Regions from separate parts of the Sus scrofa genome. Here region 1 is linked to region 2. A link is a contact called in public HiChIP or PLAC-seq data. All regions are on one chromosome and are shown on one strand. Each heading gives the region's core, a stretch centred on a gene start, on an enhancer-like site or on the middle of the called end of the contact. The rest is flanking DNA. Distances are from core to core; before and after follow the strand shown.

The links. HiChIP or PLAC-seq counts read pairs in DNA pulled down with a chosen protein or histone mark.
Region 1: an H3K27ac HiChIP or PLAC-seq map of skeletal muscle shows a contact between it and region 2. The contact joins two enhancer-like sites. A contact is called at or near these places in 1 of 5 promoter capture datasets (liver), 30 of 47 Hi-C or Micro-C datasets (adipose tissue, alveolar macrophages, blood and 16 more) and 2 of 2 datasets of contacts at active chromatin or transcription factors (alveolar macrophages and skeletal muscle).

What each region holds. Positions count from the first base shown.
Region 1 is chr6:19,731,177-19,737,364 of Sscrofa11.1, forward strand. No RefSeq gene overlaps it. Among named protein-coding and RNA genes, the nearest start is that of KIFC3, 38 kb to the left of the region's middle. Within about 2 kb of position 3,140, at least 21 of the 83 cell types and tissues checked have an H3K27ac peak or open chromatin away from gene starts, as enhancers often do. A contact at or near this core is called in alveolar macrophages and skeletal muscle, where this site is marked.
Region 2 is chr6:19,656,441-19,662,564 of Sscrofa11.1, forward strand. KATNB1 (katanin p80 WD40 repeat-containing subunit B1) reads left to right here. Exons shown (of 20, transcript XM_021093935.1): 14 at 515-582; 15 at 723-845; 16 at 936-1,085; 17 at 1,279-1,355; 18 at 1,443-1,517; 19 at 1,715-1,831; 20 at 2,167-2,594. The coding sequence ends at 2,299. It overlaps KIFC3 (kinesin-like protein KIFC3), which reads right to left. Exons shown (of 21, transcript XM_021093927.1): 18 at 6,014-6,124; 19 at 5,556-5,690; 20 at 4,981-5,089; 21 at 3,547-4,202. The coding sequence ends at 4,177. Among named protein-coding and RNA genes, the nearest start is that of KATNB1, 29 kb to the left of the region's middle. Within about 2 kb of position 2,296, at least 11 of the 83 cell types and tissues checked have an H3K27ac peak or open chromatin away from gene starts, as enhancers often do. A contact at or near this core is called in alveolar macrophages and skeletal muscle, where this site is marked.

The DNA of each region.
Region 1 (6,188 bases), core at 1,890-4,389, 76 kb after region 2:
CCATAGCAACGCCAGATCCGAGCCACGTCTGCAACCTATAGCACCGCTCATAGCAACGCTGGATCCTTCACCCACTGATCGAGGCCAGGGATTGAACCCGAATCCTCATGGATACCAGTCAGATTTGTTTCCGCTGCACCCCAACGGGAACTCCTAATTGAAATTTTTAAGAAACATTTTTTAAGCTTTATTAAGTCATTACTTTACATCAAATGCTCTGAAATCACCAGGTATCTTGAGGTGTCTACTAAAACCGTAAACCCATATGACCCAGGCGGGTGTCCGGTTGTTATCATGATGCCCTTGGGAAGGAAGGAAGAGGTGGCCCAGAACAGCTGTTATTTGGTCATCGTTCTCTTTAGCATGAAGCTGGAAGGGAACAGGAGTGATTCGACTGTGGAAGGAGGACTGCACAGAGAGCTGAAACTCAGGACCAGCGTTAAGATGCCTCACGAATCTCATTTTCAGTTCTGTGTACCGACCTCTGAAGCGTCTCTAAACAGAAGCCCAAGGAAGAGCACATCGTGTGTTTGACAAAAAGATTTACTGTGACTTAGGACTTTCTGCTTGTGTTTCTCTCAGCGGGGCTTAAAGAAAAACTGCAGAGGTTTCCATACTTTTTCAAGGTGTTCCTATTAGAAGAAAAAAAATCTCAAGCATTTAGATTCTCTGAAGGCAAGGACCTCAAACCCTTGCTTCATTTTCAACAGGGAAATAATCACATAAAACCAAGCTTTGCGAGAAAATTCCTACAGTGATTGAACTTCCACTCTCTCTTCTCCCCTCAATGGAACATTAACCCCAGAATCCTAACAATATTCTTCCCTTGATGTCATGATCAGTAACCCACTTAGTACACGGGATTCGCAGAGAGGTTAGCAACAAGCTTTAGAGGTTTATACCTGGCCTGCTATTAGTCGGAAATTGGGCCCCACTGTTAGAAGCAAAACCTGGTTAACCAACTGAAGGTACTTACCATAACAGCTTCTGGGTAATCGGTGATCTCAGTAGAAAGGGTAAGTTGTAAAGAAGCCCAGCAATGAAACCCAGTTTTCACTTATCCATTTATTTCTTCTTTTTTTTTTTTTTTTGTCTTTTTTTTTTGCTATTTCTTGGGCAGCTCCCGAGGCATATGGAGATTCCCAGGCTAGGGGTGGAATTGGAGCGTAGCCACCAGCCTACGCCAGAGCCGCAGCAACGCGGGATCCGAGCCGCGTCTGCAACCTACACCACAGCTCATGGCAATGCCAGATTGTTAACCCACTGAGCAGGGTCAGGAATCGACCCGCAACCTCATGGTTCCTAGTCGGATTCGTTAACCACTGCGCCATGACGGGAACTCCTCCATTTATTTCTTACAGACCAGTTTGAGATGAATTACCTGGTTGATAACGACACTAGAACTTACACCAGATCAATTCGATCAACTGCTATGGGTGTGTGTCTGCAAAGGCACTTATTTTGTCCTTCCTGGTGGCATTATTTTAAAGCACTTAGTCAAGTGCTCAGTGGGTGCACAAGGGCACTTCCCCAAGAATCTGAAAGTCACTATTCGTCCTTAATTTTTTTTGACCACGCCCAGGGCATGTGGAAATTCCCAGGCCAGGAATCAAACCCACACCGGCCACAGCAGTAACCTGAGCCACTCCAGTGACAACGCCAGATCCTTAACCCACTGCACCACCAGGGAACCTCCGCTGCCCACCCCCTTTCAAAGTATATAATCTTTTTTATTTTATTTATTTATTTATTTTGTCTGTTTGCCTTTTTCTAGGGCCACTCCCATGGCATAGGGAGGTTCCCAGGCTAGGGGTCTAATTGGAGCTGTAGCTGCGGCCTACACCACAGCCACAGCAACCAATCCAGGCTTGATCCTGAGCCCGCATACAACCTTCCACTGAGCAAGGCCAGGGATCGAACCCGCAACCTCGTGGTTCCTAGTCGGATTTGTTAGCCATTGAGCCACGATGGGAACTCCAAATGTATAATCTTTTAAACTACAGAGTTAGTTTTTTAGGAAGGGGAGGACATAAACTCGCTGCTTTTAGAATAGATGTTGAGTAGAGGCGCTTAGGATGAGTGGTTAACATTCTTCTCAGCATGAGTTAAGCTTCAAAGCATTTCCAGTGGTTCCCTCTGGTTTGTAATGGGAAGTTTCTGAAGGAGGAAATTTTATGAAGGGACAGAGAAACTACTTTTCCTCTGCCACTTAGTAGTGGATATCTACTAAGAGTAACAAGTGCTCTGTGAAAATACTTGGACAAACCTGAGATATGTGACTCCTTAAAGACTGTCACCCACAGTGCTGGGTGCTCAGCAGGATTTGTTCAATTTAGAAATTCATGTGCTTCCGTTGTGGCAAATTTTCTGGGTTATTTCTTTTAATTAATTATTTTTTAGAGCTGCTCCCATGGCATATGGAAATTCCTGAAGCTAGGGGTTGAATCAGAGCTGTAGCTGCTGGCTTACATCACAGCCAGATCTGAGCCACATCTTTGGCCTACACCACCGCTCATGGCAGCACCAGATCCTTAACCCACTGAGTAAGGCCAGGGATCGAACCTGCATCCTCATGGATGCCAGTGGGGTTCTTAAACCACTGAAAAAGGAACTCCATTCTTGGGTTATTTCTTTGCTATTTTCCTCCTCTCCTATTTTTCTTAGTTCTCTCTGGAATTCCTTTGGGTCTGGTTTTTTGCTTTTGTTTCTTGTTTTTTTTGAACTGCTGATTTGAATCTACCTTTCTTATTTTTTCATCTACTTTTGTTCTAGCTCCTGAGAAGCTTCCTCAGCTTTATCTTCCGACCTGCTACTGATTTCCCCCTTGACATTATATTTTTAATTCCCCAGAGGTTTTTATCAGTTTTAAATATTCCTTTATTATATAACATTTCAAGAATGCATTTGCATCTCATCTCTCTGGAACCATTAATTATAAAGTTCATTTTTTTTCTTTCTTCTGCTGCCTCAATTGTCTGTTTTCTCTCTTTTTCTCCTGTTTGTTTGGTCTTGGTATCCACGTTTCAGTTAGACTTCCTGCTAGATTATTCTTGACTTTCTGTTTCTATTTAAGGATGAGGCATTACAAAGTTGATTGCAAACTGCTGTGTGGAAAGAGGTTGTGATTAGAGGACTTCCTGTACAGGGGACAGAGTGGGGACCAGGCCCTTTCAGGAGGGCCTCCACTGTCACTGTCATAGGTCCTTTCTCTTGAGCTGGTCAATTTCCCTGGAAGCGAATAGTCCCACCTCCTGCCAGGGCTGAGTATAATCCCTGATGCCGATATTCTGAGACCTAAACGGGAAAGGCGGCCAGACCTGTCATTGTTCAGGGTTCCCTTGATCTCTGTTTTGGGTTTGATGACTCATCAGCCCACCCCTCTCTGCCAGGTGTTTCCAAGTCCAGCTTCTTTGACCTCTTTTGTCTGCTGTTGTTTCCTCTTTTCATCCTTATGAGTTTTTACTTTTTTAATCCTTTCCACTCATTTCATTTGGGTTCAAGAAGGGATGACAATCAATGCACATGCTCCAGCCTCCACACGTCACTAGACGTCCTCCCCATTCACATTTAGGAGGGTCAGCGCAAAGCACATTCATACGAGGAGCAATAATTGTTCTGTAAGCGCCACTGAGCCCAACTGGAGAAGAGAAAAAGAAAGCACACGGAGAAAAGATTTCTGGGAGTTCCCTTCACGGCTCGGCAGTTAATGAACCAGACTAGGATCCATGAGGTTGCGGGTTCGATCCCTGGCCTTGCTCAGTGGGTTAAGGATCTGGCGTTGCCGTGAGCTGTGGTGTAGGTCGCAGACGCGGCTCGGATCCCGTGTTGCTGTGGCTCTGGCGCAGCCCAGCGGCTACAGCTCCAATTCAACCCCTAGCCTGGGAACCTCTATATGCCACAGGTGTGGCCCTAAAAAGCAAAAAAAAAAAAAAAAAAAGATTTCTGAAGTGGTGGAACAGCACATTGGAAGTGGCAAGGACAGTGGTCCAAGCAGCGGGCACTTCCAGTGACACTCATGCCATGTTCACGGCAGCATCGAGGGTCAGGAGGGCAGAATGGTGCATGTGACCCAAAAAACCTTTCCTGCAAGTAAAATATTTTCAAGCGCAGGGAGTAGGCAAACTGGTCAGTGATGTGTTTAGAGTCTCAAAGACTGACGATGAGCTTCTGGGTACAAATCCTGGCAGAGGGGCTTCCTCATGGCAGCTGGTGCCTGAGAGCTTTTCTGATCCACACACGGCAGCTCCTTCCCCCCTTTCAGCTCCAGCGCCCCTCAGCGCTCTGTCTAAACTAAGTGCTTATTACATGGACACGTGAATAATGCAAGAGCCCATAACCCGAGCTGCAGCTGCCTCACTTGTAATGGGGAGAGTCAACACGGCAGAGCTGCACGGAGGCCCATCACGTGCTGGCACAGAGTGCGGGGGGCAGGGGGGTGCTGCCAAGGAGGAGAGCCGAGCAGAGCTTTCCTGGCAAGGGAAGATCCCAGGGGATTAGAGACAAAATATAAAAATGCCTGGCACGTGGTAAGTCTCCATAAATGGGAGCTTTTATTGCCTCTTAAAGAAAACCCTAAACCTGAAACCTATATAAACAAAGAAACGATCATATGCTTCAAATTTTTCAAGGCTCCTCCTTCCACCCAGGTCTTTGCTGCACCTTCCTCCATCTAGGGCCCCCCAGGCACATATGTCAAACAGGATTCAATTCACAGAATGTTCAATCTGGGGAGCCAAGAGGTCTTAAGTGTAACAATAAAGTTATTAGTGCTTGAGGAGGACCAAAGGAAAATCAGATGATTCCGGACTTGAATTTTTTTTTTTCTTGTCTTTTTAGGGCCACACCCACAGCATATGGAAGTTCCCAGGCAAGGGGTTGAATTGGAGCTACAGCTGCCAGCCTACACCACAGTCACAGCAACGCCAGATCTGAGCCTCCTCTGCAAACTACACCACAACTCACAGAAACACGGGATCCCTAACCCACTGAGCAAGGCCAGGAATTGAACCTGCATCCTCATGGATGCTAATCAGATTCATTAACTGCAGAGCTATGAAGGGAACTCCTGGACTTGGATTTTTTTTTTTTTTTTTTTTTTTTTGTCTTTTTTGCCATTTCTTGGGCCGCTCCTGCGGCATATGGAGGTTCCCAGGCTAGGGGTCCAATCGGAGCTGTCGCCGCTGGCCTACGCTGGAGCCACAGCAACTCGTGATCTGAGCCGTGTCTGCAACCTGCACCACAGCTCACGGCAATGCCAGATCCTTAACCCACTGAGCAAGGCGAGGGATCGAACCCGCAACCTCATGTTTCCTAGTGGGATTCGTTAACCCCTGCGCCACAATGGGAACTCCTGGACTTGGAAATTTTTAAAAAGACAAGGCCCTCCAGGGGAAAGTGGCAGCTTGGGGCTTACCCAGAGCAGCCCCCCCACCCCCCCCCAAGTCTGCCTTGCAGCTACCAAGAAAGGCACAGCCGCCTCCCACAGCAGGCCCCTTCAGGCTGGTCTTGGTACAGATGACAGGTCAGGAGAGAGGTAATGGCCTCACCCATCATCAGTGATGGCAGCCCAGAGAAAAGTCATCTGCTGGAAACAGCATTTGGGCAGATGAAAGGAAAACCTCAGTGGCATGAAGCAGTAAAGCAGGAGGACGGCCCTGGTGGCAGGAGGCCTGCTCTCTTCCTAATTTCAATCTGGGGGAGGGGAGTGGGGAGGGGTGTTCATAATCCCTTTAAGTCAGGTGGGAGGGTTGCTCTACGAGGAGGATTTTTCTGTGCTACAACTTGGAATGCCTTCTAACGGCATCGTAAGAATAATTTCAGAAATGCTATCCAAGTGATATATGCATTTAATTAAAACCATTTCTTCAAGGCTTTATAAGGAATTCGAGCACCCGAGTTGTAACACCCCTGCAAGGGTATGGGTTGCGGGGCCCAGTCACTGTTTTTCAACAAGTCTGATGGTTCCATTCCTAAAATCTGCCTCCCACACGCCTTCCCCTCCCAGCCCCCACTGCCACCCCCAACTAGCTCGGCTCGGCGACATCAGCCTCCAACGCCGAGGCTTCCATGCCTCTGGGCCTCCGTGCCCCTGCCAGGCTGCTCTTTCTGGAAAGCAGATCTGCCCAGGCCATTCTCTGAGGGCTGCTCCTTCCCGGGCCGTCCCACCACATAAAGCAAATTCCTGAGTG
Region 2 (6,124 bases), core at 1,046-3,545:
CCTCCAGTGGGAGGGAGCCCCAAGGAGGGCCTGGGCCTGGGGGCCGGCAGCAGGCGGCCAGGCCCTGGGTGGGGGTCTGGGTTTGGCTGCTGGAGCATTTGAGCAGGGAGCAAACCTGATCTGCTTTGAACTTGGAGAAGGTGGGGTGGGCGCCCTGATCCTCAGCCCCTCGGCCCCTCCCCGGCTTTCTCCTCAAGGGGCCATCCTCGTTCCCGCAGGCTGGGGGCCCGAGGGGCCGCTCCCTCCCCGCTCTCCACACACTCCTCTCCGGAGGAGGTGATGGATCGCCGCCCCCTGGAGCTCCCTGGGCCCCGTCCACACACAGGGCCTGGTGCCTGTTTTTTGCCAAACTGGAGGTTGAGTGGGTGGAAGGGAGAGGACAGGCCCAGCCCCTCCCCCGGGCCTCCCGCAGTCACAGGTGCCACCCAGAGTCCCACCCCGAGCGCTGGCCTCTTCCCGCCGGTGTCTTCTCCTGGCCCGACCTGACCCAGTGATCTTTTCCTTCTGCCTCTAGACATGGCCACAGCCAAGGAGGCAGCAAAGCCCAGCCCAGCCACAGATGTGCAGTTCCCGGTGCCAAATGTATGTCCCAGCGGCACTGGCGTGGTGTGGGTTTCAGAGGGGGGCTGGAGTCCTGAGCCAGGGTTGAGGCGGCCGTGCCGGGGCGGGGGCAGAGGGGGAGGCCTCAGGCTGGCCGCCTGCTGAGCTCCCGACCTCTCCAGCTCGAGGTCCTGCCCGGGCCCCCCACTGTCGTCACTTCCACCCCCGCACCCAAGGCCGAGCCTGCCATCATCCCTGCCACCCGGAATGAGCCCATCGGGCTGAAGGCCTCCGACTTCCTGCCCGTGAGTGGGGGCCCAGACACTGAGGGCAGCTGGAGGCCTGAGGGGCGAGGGCAGAACTTGGCTGCCAGCATCCGTGCACCCATCCCTCAGGCCGTGAAGATCCCCCAGCAGGTGGAGCTGCTTGACGAGGATGCCATGTCCCAGATCCGCAAAGGCCACGACACCATGTGTGTTGTGCTCACCAGCCGCCACAAGAACCTGGATACTGTGTGGGCCGCGTGGACCACAGGCGACATCAAGGCAAGTGCCACCTCTGCTGGGTTTTGGCTGCGCTGAGAAGAGGGCTGCCTGTGGGGTGGGGGGGCAGTGAGGGCCAGATGGCCCCTCTCACCACGCTGTGCAGTCTTGCTAACACCCCCCCATACACCCCATCACCATGCCACCCCCAGGCCACTGTCCCCAGTCCCCTCTGATGGGTGCTCTGTTTGCACAGACATCGGTGGACTCTGCCGTGGCCATCAACGACCTGTCGGTGGTAGTCGACCTCCTCAACATTGTCAACCAGAAGGCGTAAGTGGCCGTGGTGGGGTGCGGAGGGGTGTGGGTGGCGTGGGCAGGACCGGCGCTGAGGGCCCATGTCCCCGGCCCTCTCCCCAGCTCCCTGTGGAAGCTGGACCTGTGCACCACCATCCTGCCGCAGATCGAGAAGCTTCTGAAGAGCAAGTATGAGAGGTACACGTGGGGAAGCAGCACCTGCCTCACAGCAGGGAAGAGGGGGGACCACGGCAGAGACCCCCAGGGCCAGCAATGTGGCTGGGCAGCTTTGCTTTCCCCTCCTGGTTGGAGAGGCCAGAATGACATCAAGCCCCTGCTCCTGTGTGTACCTTGCCCGCTGTTATCTTTTTGTGACTCCATCCATCTCTCTGAAGCTACGTCCAGACGGGCTGCACCTCCCTGAAGCTGATCCTGAAGCGGTTTCTGCCCCTGATCACTGACATGCTGGCGGCCCCGCCCTCCGTGGGTGTGGACATCAGCCGGGAGGAGAGGTGAGGGGCCAGGCAGTGGGGGTGAGGCTGCAGTGCCCTGCCGCGAGGCCCCCTAGGCCTGGGGGCTCAGCCTGCTTGGTGACGGCCCTGCTGAAACCGCTTATAGAGAAGGTTATTGGGCCTGGGACGGTGGCTCGGGCAGGGTAGCCAGAGCCTGGCTTCCTCTGAGGCCTGGCTCTGCTTTAAGCCCTGGCCCAGCCTCAGTGGGTCCTGCGTGCTGAGCCTTGGCCTTGCTATGGGAGGAGGAGAGGGAGGGATTAGTACAGGAAAGGCCCTGGCCTTGGGTGGGATCCAGTGCCGGTGCTGCACGTCAAGTGCTGCCCTTCTGCCCACAGGCTGCACAAGTGCCGGCTCTGCTACAAGCAGCTCAAGAGCATCAGCGGCTTTGTTAAAAGCAAGTCGAGCTTGAGCGGCCGCCATGGCAGTGCCTTCCGGGAGCTGCACCTGCTCATGGCCAGCTTGGACTGAGGAGCCCAGAGGGTAGGGGCACGGGCAGCCCTCAGGCCTGGCCTCGGCCCCTGCTCCTGTTCCCTGTGTGCCCACCGGCCCATGAGCCTCTGCTCGGCCCCCGCTGCTGCCCTGCGGCCATCCTGGAGGCGGCGCTGGCCCACTGGCCACCTCCACAGCCCTGACCTCTGAGACAGCTTCTCTCCAGGAGCAGGTGTCCAGCTTTGCCCAACTTCTGCTTCATGGGGCAGCAAACTGAGCCCTGAGGCTGCTGCTGTAATTTATGAAGGTGAATCTTATTAAATTTGTAACTTGCCCTGCTTTCCTCATTGGGAATCCTCTGGTTACAGTTGCCAGGCTGTCCTGAGACCAACCCTTCAGGCCGTGTGCCAGGCAGTGTGGCCAGCAGGGGGCAGCAGCGTGATGGGCCGGTGGGAAGGGACAGAGATTTCCTCTGGGGTGAAGCAGCAGGGAACAGCAACTCCCTCTTCAAGGCTTAGAGAAACAGGTGAGGAATGGGCTCACCAGCCCAGCTCCTCTGTCTCAGCCACCCCTCCCTGCTGTCCTGTGCAGCCTCCAAGGCCAGCCAGCAGCTGTCCACTGCAGGGCGCCGGGCCCCTGGCCTTGCAGGCGTGGCCACCACTAGGTGGGCCTGGAACCCTCCACTCTCCTGCCTCCTTGTAGGAGGGCTGTGAACAGCCTTCACTCCCCACAGGAACCCCGGTGCTGGCTACCCAGAACAGCTCCCCTGGCCCAGGGGGTCATCCCTGCTCCTGCGACTGCAAGTTCAGCCCAGTCGGCGGGAGGACCCACTGAGCCCTGGTGCGTTCCCGCAAGGCTGGAACCAGGTGCAGGCCAGCACAGCCCCCGTGGTGGGAAGGGGGGTGGTGCTGCACTGATGGGTGGGGTGCCATAGGCAGTGGGGGGGGTGGCATTCACCTGTGGCCAGTTCACCTAAGGCGGCAAGACTGGGGCAGAGGGCAGGCCGTGGAATGGGGTCCGTCCTGGCTGGGGCTGTGGAGGCTCTTCAAACGCTTGAGTTTCCCATCTGCTCCATAAAAGGGAGGTGACAGCACTGCTGACCTGGGTCACGATAAGGGCAACCAGGCTAGGGAGGCCGCTGGCTTCTCCCACTCGTGCAGGTGGAGGACACGGGAGCCGGGCTTCTGGGCAGCTCAGGAGGGCTGTGGGTGCGCAGCCTGCACGGGCCAATGCCCTGCTCTGCGATCCCACCAGGGGCTCACGAAACCAACTCTCTCAAACAACACTTGTGTAAAAACGTTATTTTAATAAGTAAAAATGGCTAAGCTTCCAAAAGTTTTTAAATAGAGTGGCAGGAGGCCAGTAAGCAAGGAGACGGCCTGGTGCCAGGCTGATGAGGGGAAGCAGCAACATCCCTGCCCACGGGCCTCCTGCCAACCGTAAATACAGCCCGGCCCATGGCAAGGGCCGGGCCACTCTGTGCACCCCAACACTCTGCACACGCCCAGGGAGACCTCAACTCCCTGGGAGCGGAGACGAGTGGGACGGGGCCGCCCACCAGCCGCCCAGTTCCCACCATTCCCTGCCTTCTGGGGGCTCCCCAGCCCACCCACCAGGGAGGGCCCTGCAGGCTGGGGAGGGGGCTGGGCCAGCCCACCCTCCCACACCTGCCCAGCCGCCCCACGAGGGCCCACTCAGCGGGCCTGGGCTTCCCCTTCCAGCCCATGCCCTTTGCGCCCAGAGCCACAGGGGAAAGACACCGTTTCCTTCTAAACATGTTTCTCATTGCTGAAGGGAGTTGGGGCAAAAGAGGAACCTCCACTCTGGCCTCTGCCTCCCGGGCTCTCAGCACTGCAGCAGGAGCAGGCCAGCCGGGCGTCAGCCCAGTCCCTGGTCCGGCAGGGTGGACGTGTCCATCACACAGGCAGCGGCCTGCACTTCCCTGCAGGAGGAGAGGGGCGCGTTAGTCCCGGATCGGCAGCCTCTGTCCCAGAGCGGGAGGAAGCCGGGCAGAAGCACGCAGACAGCAGGCAGCTGACGACAGACCCCGCCCGGAGCAGCCAGCTTCCCGGCCCAGCCCTGCACCCGAGGCGGCCAGGCAGGCGGGTGGGCAGGCAGCCCTGGGCTGCGGCCCCACACTCACCTGGAGACTCTGCAGCCCCAGCCGTCAGGCTGAAATCAAAGCAACAGGCGTCTCACTGGTAGGCTTGCTGAGGGCCAAGACCCCCCCCAGGACCCTGCTGCCCTCCTCTCTTTGGCCCCAAACACTGGCCAGGCCCTTCTGTGAGTGGGCTAGGTGGCGGGGGTGGGGGGGGGCAGGGCCCTGGATTCTGGTGCTGGGGCCAGGCCCGCTCATCTGAGACAGGAGAGCCCTGGCCTTCCCCACCCCCCCCCCCCCTGCCCCTGGAGTCGAGGCCTGCCTTGGAGGGTATGTCCTGCATGAGCCCAGCCGCAGAAAAGTGGAGAACGGTCCTGGGCCTCAGGTCAGCAGCCCGGGGCTGGGCTCCTTTCACACTACTCCTTCTCCAAGGGGCCCTCAGTTTCCCATCTGTAAAGTGGACCGAGCACTGTCGGCCCTGAGTACTTCCCAGGGCCAGGGAAGGTTGTGAAACAGGTTCTGGAGAAAGTTTATAAACTCAAAAAAAGAGCGGGAGAAAAGGCCCATTCAGATCGGGGCAGCCCAATGGCCGTGAGCAGCCCGCCTACCCCTACAGACTCACCCGAGGGCTGCAGCTTTCTCCTGATGGAGCCTGGGCGGCTAGTGGTCCCAGAGCCGGGGGCCGAATGGGCTCGTGCTGAGGGCTGTGGCGTCTGGCAAGCCGGCTCCCACTGGGGAGAGAAGGGCAGGTGGGTGGGGCCTGCTGCCCTGGGTCACCCCCTCCCCCACGTTTCCCCTCCCCAGCCACCTGAAGCTGCTTCCTCATCTGCAGGATGGGCTTGATGATGATACAGTAACCATGAGGACAGGAGGGTAAGAATTATGAGATAATAGACATAAAGTAGACTAGTTACTATTGAGCACCTGGATGCCCGCCTGCACCCCGCCCACCTCCAACCAGCTGATGCCCCTACAGGTACCTCTGAGGCCAGGAAGAAACACCTGGCCTAAAGAGGCTGCTGACTTTGGGCTCAAGTTCAGGCCACTCCCTTGGGCATCTTCGCCTCCTCTTAACTCCAGGCTGGCCTCCTCTTAACTCCAGGCTGACCTCCCCTCCCTGCCCTCCCTCCTGCCCACGAGCGAGCAGGAAGTCTGACCCGCTGGCGGCCAGAAGCAGGCCTGCGATGGTCCCCGTACCTCTAGATGCTCCTGGCTGGACCAAGACCCGAGCTCTGCCCTGCGGGACCCGGGGCCCAGCTCCACGGAGCGCACCCTCTCAGCAAACTTGAGGGAGTAGAGCGTCTCACTGGTGTTCTTCTCCACAGGGGACACCTAGGGGACACAAGAGCTCACTCCCCACCCTGCCAGCCGGCTGCCCTCACAGAACTGGAAGGGGTACCAAAGGGAGCTCACAAGCAAGGGGCTCTAGAAGGTTCCCCAGAGAAAACTGAGAGGGAGGGGAGCCGGAAGGGCAACCGAGGGTGGTGTGTACAAGCACGGGGGGAGGGGCACATGTCACAGACTAGGGAGCTGCTGCTGACAAGGGGCCCTTCCCTCCGCCCGTGGCAGTTACAGGCCACAGGGGAAGGGGGTGGGGCCCTGCTCTTGGAGCCAGTGGAACCCCTAACACGCAGGTGGCCACCTGAGGCCCTCACCTGCACCACCATGAGGGTCTTGCTGTCCCCGCTGAGCGAGTCCTGCAGCAGGTAGGTGAGCTTGGAGTTGCGAAAGGGCACGTGGCCCTGGCGGGAGCGCAGAGCAGCAAT